Linked DNA regions of Mus musculus: region 1 is linked to region 2. Evidence: chromatin contacts called from public HiChIP or PLAC-seq data. All regions are on one chromosome and are shown on one strand. Each heading gives the region's core, a stretch centred on a gene start, on an enhancer-like site or on the middle of the called end of the contact. The rest is flanking DNA. Distances are from core to core; before and after follow the strand shown.

Evidence for each region. HiChIP or PLAC-seq counts read pairs in DNA pulled down with a chosen protein or histone mark.
Region 1: a contact with region 2 is called in a BATF HiChIP or PLAC-seq map of CD8 T cells, with 7 read pairs. The contact joins two enhancer-like sites. A contact is called at or near these places in 2 of 39 promoter capture datasets (embryonic stem cells and pre-B cells), 2 of 15 datasets of contacts at CTCF or cohesin (the NIH/3T3 cell line and large pre-B cells), 2 of 484 Hi-C or Micro-C datasets (bone marrow-derived macrophages and epidermal suprabasal cells), 17 of 115 datasets of contacts at active chromatin or transcription factors (CD8 T cells, the NIH/3T3 cell line, bone marrow-derived macrophages and 11 more) and 2 of 9 other capture datasets (embryonic stem cells and liver).

The regions. Positions count from the first base shown.
Region 1 is chr11:21,222,444-21,225,143 of GRCm38.p6, reverse strand. No RefSeq gene overlaps it. Among named protein-coding and RNA genes, the nearest start is that of Vps54, 15 kb to the left of the region's middle. Within about 2 kb of position 1,388, at least 104 of the 459 cell types and tissues checked have an H3K27ac peak or open chromatin away from gene starts, as enhancers often do. A contact at or near this core is called in CD8 T cells, where this site is marked.
Region 2 is chr11:20,779,193-20,781,892 of GRCm38.p6, reverse strand. No RefSeq gene overlaps it. Among named protein-coding and RNA genes, the nearest start is that of Gm32213, 14 kb to the left of the region's middle. Within about 2 kb of position 1,367, at least 15 of the 459 cell types and tissues checked have an H3K27ac peak or open chromatin away from gene starts, as enhancers often do. A contact at or near this core is called in CD8 T cells, where this site is marked.

The sequences.
Region 1 (2,700 bases), core at 139-2,638, 440 kb before region 2:
ACACTATATCCAAGCCAGACAAGTTCACTGAGGAGTCATGGAACTGGAGGCTAATTATAGTGAGCTGGGATGCTATTTGGAGAAGTACAAAGCATGGACAGATTGCTTCTTGTTTTGTTTTAGAAAAAGGGGGGAGGAGAAGGAAGGAAAGGAGAGAAGAAAAGAAATGAAAAAGGGGGAATAGAAAAGTTGTCTCTGCAGGAGGTAGAGCTGAACTAAAGTATACAGCAGCAACTGAAGAACAGAGATGTGGAGTAGTCTCAAAAGCAAGACTGATTTCTACTACTACTTCTGTTTTAGAAATTACATTTTCATAATCCTTTCTAAAGGGATTTCTTTGTAGGATGGGTCACATATGAATTCTGCCTTTTAGAAATAGTGGGTTGTTACTTAATTGCATCTCATCCCTGTAGACCTTTGCTCCAGAATGTGCAGGACATGGGCCAAGAAGATGTGTGGCTCCCCTTGCACAAGGGACAGTGACTCATTTTCAGACATGGTTTGCTGAGCTTCCTGTGGACTTCTAAAACTGTGTGATCAGTGGGAGAATTTTGATGAGAAAAGGGGGGGTGGGTGGGAAGATGGCAGTATTCCACATAGAAACCAAAAGCAAAACTACCTTCCAACAGAAGTTTCCTGAGTGGCTCTCCCAGAGAGACAGGGCCTGAAACCACAAGGCAACAGTGAAGATGCCTCAGTGCTCTGGCTCTCGTGGTTATTATAGTTTAGTTCTAGTCATTGTCATTTTAGGTATTCAGAATTTTCTGGGAAATTACCATATCTCGTACTAATAGAGATTTGCTGTGATGACAAACATTCTATTACATCACGGAACCACAGTTTTTCTTTCTTCTTTCTTTTTGAGAACACAGTTGGTCGGGTTTCCCACAACATTAGCACCACTTTTCGGTGCCAGATTTCTGATAAAATGCCTGAAGGAAGCAACTTAAGAGAGCAAAGCTTCATTTTTTTTCCCTCACAGGGAAGGTGAAGTTGCAGGAGCTTGTAGCATGGCTTCTTACGTGGTACCAAACCACAAGGCAGGAAACTGTAATGTAGAGGATATTTGAACATGCTTGGAAAAGATCAAGAAAAAAAATTCTGTAAAACTAATGTACCCCTTCACTGAGCTTGATGACCGCGCCTCAATATTCAGTCATTAACATTGTTTTGTGGGTCACAAGATCGAAAACCATTTAAAACTCTTGATTAAACTTGATTCCCATTTTCCCCAAAAAGTCTAGCTTAAGCAAAGAACAGGAGGAGGAAGAGAAAGAGGAAGAGGAGGAGAAACAAAGTATTGCTTCATGTTATCAGGAAGAGGGCCATTACTTCACCAAGGCACAGGGTTCAGAAACACGAAGGATTAAGCAAGAGGCAATCTCATGTGAGGATCCCTGTCCTCCATTATGTCTAGACTTTAGTCTGGGGTGTCACATGACTTCACACAGTGGAAGAAGGCTATGTTCAAAAAGTAGCAGCCATGTTTGTCTTACAGGCTCAGTGACTCTCACTGATTCTGATTGGCTCGTGCTTCCAGCTCTGACCAGTAACAAGAGCCCATGTGAGGCTGTAACCGGCTGAGCCTGAATTATATCCAACTCTGGATGTGAAACTGAGTGGACCAAGCTTGGTAGAACACAGGGGGAATGGACAAAGATGTAGTCCTCCAAAGACAAGGCAGAGCTATGGCTCCTTTGCAGGGGAGAAAACAAAGAGAGCCAGCAACTGTCTGAGGAAGGTCTGGAATAATGGCGGACCCAGATGTGCTACCTCATCTTAATCTCTTTCCGTATAACATGCCACATCTCAGGGAACTAGCCAGCTTGCCTCTTCTACTGCTCTTGTGGATTGTGATTTTGCAGATTGACTCTCTTTTTCATCCCTTTGGTCTGCTGAGAATCAGAGTACTGTGCCTTAGCCCATCTCTATTTTTCTGAGTTTGAAATAAACAAAATCAATCCACTATACAAATGCAAAGTAACCACGCTTACCAAAACCACAAAGATTTGTTTCTGCCAATAGCCAGACTATTGGGAAATGAGTTACACTACTAACCTTTAAAGTTTCCTTTCTGGTGTTTCAGTGGCCATAACCTCTGAGGTAATCTTTCTTTATCACCCTCTTCCTGGATGTGAGTTGCTGAGTGCCTCTAGCCCCGAGCTCACATATGCCGAGTTGACATTTTGTTTACTAACTGTATAAAGCACCAGTCCTTGGTTTGTGGGTTCCTTGAAGGCAGAACATTAATTTCTATCTTTCTAAAGGACAAAGTTCACTGTCAGGGACTTACACGGTGGAAGGCCAATAAATGTTATCTAAATGAGCAAGAGTCTCATAACCCAATCTCATTTAAGTTTGATAACAGACTTCTGAAAAAGAGATGATTAATCAGAGATTGGAGAGTTAAAGTGAGTAAGGTAAGTGACTAGCCAAGATCACATACAGCAGGATTGGTGCTCATGTCTATCTGCTGCAAGCAGACCACTGTCTTGTTCAAACAAAACAAAACAAAACAAAACAAAACAAAACAAAACAAAACAAAACAAAACAAAACAAACAAGCCCAAGCGTTTGGAATGAGGTGAAAGTTCCAGTTTGTGTATGCTACTGGATGTCTTTTCAGCCTCTCTGCCATTGTTCGCCAACATGTGTCTTTCTCCATAGCCCCTGAACACATGTGTGCTTCCTTGCCTCTTCT
Region 2 (2,700 bases), core at 118-2,617:
TACTGGTAGATTTTATGGAGGTATCGTCTTAATTTAGGTTCTCTCCTCTCAGATAACTCTAGTTTGTCAAGTTGACAGAAAACTAGCCAACATAGCTACTATCTTGTCCCCTGTTTTTATATTTTAGTAACTAACTTAGTTTTAAAATATCCAGGGATTGACAACAAATAATGTGTGTAATATGTTTTCCCTAGTAATCATTACTCAAAAGTCATTAAATTAATATTCTTGTTTATCTTGATGTGTAAGTTAAGACTCTGGTTAGTGATATACATATAACACACACACACACACACACACACACACATATCCCAAATAAGTAAAACAGAACTCTATGTAGGTAGAGATAATGCTACAAAAATGAACTACCCAGAACATGGAGGTACTCTGTATTTTATAATGTTCACTTTGGGTAAATGTTTTTTCACTGTTAATAAATATATATCCTTCATTTTAAAAAAAGCCAGTTTCAACAAGCAACGTGATGGTTCCAATTTTAAGAAAAGTGGAGCAACCCAGCAAGCATACCCTATACCTTCCAGAAAGGTTTGTAAAAGAAACAAGAAAGACGGGTTAGCAATCAGATAACGAAGGCACTGTGCACATCTCAGGCTTCTGCAGTTGGGTCACTAAGGTGTGTCTCAAGGTGGTGGGGAATGAGAACTTTAAGGTGCTGCTGGGTGATGGCCTCTCACCAACTAGAGAGGAAAAAAATGAAGGTAAGGGAAAAGCACAAAGACAAATCTAACCTGGAGAAGAGCTGGGGCCGGCATCGTGTCATCTGTGGAGAGGAGAGTGAGAATGATGGACAGGGCTTGGAATGGTCCTAAATCAAAGATGGTTCCGAGACATGGGAGGGCTGCTTGTCAACAGACCAACTTAACAATCTGGAGAGGAAACGTGCCTGGACAATGTGTTAGTCCAGACTGACAGCCTCAAAGTGGGCAACGTGTTAGTCCAGACTGATGGCCTCAGAAATCTCTCGGGTGTCTGCTTGTTGGGCAGCTTGTTAGAACCTCTGGCTAAGTGTCTAAGGCACATGCACACACACACACACAGACATGCGCACACACATGTACTCACTCACACATGCATGCACACATTGCGCACACACACGTGTGTCCATTCATACCCATCAATCGTGAGTTGTATTGCTCTCGGTATCCTGATCTGTCACCACACCCTAGGTCACTCCTCCACATACCGACTTTCTGGTGACTCCATTACTGAATTTTTCACACAAAGTCGGCTTTCTACCCATGCCAGTGATAGCAGCTGCTGGTCTTTGTTAGACGTATTTGTGTCAACTCTAAAGTCTTTACTCCTACATCATGGCCTTCTCTACCACAGTGTGGTCAATTAGCAATGAGACACCAGTTCTCTCTTCCTGTGCCTCTGTGGAGAGACTGCAAAAGTCATTTCCTGGAGAGCTGATGTCTGTGAGCCCTGGCAAGAAAAGACATGGTTTGCCATGGGGGTAAGAAATGATTACCAGGAAGAATGGATTTAGGGTAAAATGCCAGAAATAGGGTACATTGTTGGGGGACACCTCTTTCCAGCTTCTAAACAGCTTCCGTGGATTGAAGTCTCTAGCAAATGGCAGCAGCTAAGTTGGTAAACAATGGGAAGCATTCACCTACTCCAGAATGACAGGGTGATGCCACCCTGAAGAGCCCAAGCAGAAGAAAATCCTGTGCAAGATGCTCAAAGGGGAACCAAGGACAGAAAAGTAGAGCCATGCTTTGACCACCCAAGAGCAACAGTAGAGAGGATAGAGAGAAAGCCCCCCTCCTCCCTTGTCTCGTCACAGAAGATAGAAATCACTTAATTTAGAGACTCAAACAGATGCTCAGGAATCTAGAATTTTCATTATTTTTGCTATTGGAGATTGGTGCTATCTAATACACACCTGTCATATTACGTTTTGCCCTGGGTTATTAGTGTTATGCTGCTCTTTGTTAAATGTACTTTGTTAAAAACCAAAAACAAAAGACACCCATCTCCAATTCATTTCCAACTAATGATGCTTCAAAGAGTGAATTCTATAAGGAAAAAAAAGTAATCATAAACTTACACAATTAAGAGAGAGTCAGGGGCTAGAGAGATGGTACAGTGGTTAAGAGCACTGACTGCTTTTCCAGAGGTTCTGAGTTCAATTACAGGTGTCCCACAACCACCTGTAATAGGATCTGATGCCGTCTTCTAGTGTCTGAAGACAGCTACAGTGTTCATATACATAATAAATAAATATTTTTAAAAAGAAAGGTAAAGAAAGTAGGGCTTGGAGTCAGGCCACACCCATTTGCAGAGCACTGCTGCACTCTGTGGGTGTGCATTATAAGTTCATGGATGGCAAAGTGGGCAGGACAGGACCAGCAAGATGCCTGGGCACATACCTGTCAACAGGTAAAGAGTGCAAAGATGGAGTACATAAACAGACTGGGGGAGGAGGGCAACTGGGCAGAAGCACAGCTAGACAGTATACATTTCCCAAGGTTGGCTTTTCCTCAGTTGTGCTACTTATCTCCTAAGAACACCTGAGTGACTGCAGAGCAAACTTTTGTGCTAAGGCCTGAAATCTGAATCAAGCATGTGCATAAACAGCCTTCTTATTGCTGCAGACTTCTTAGTCTACAACTAAAGACTCTAGCTGGTCTCTAGCTGGTCTGGGGATACCTTCCCAAGTGAAGACACAGAAGA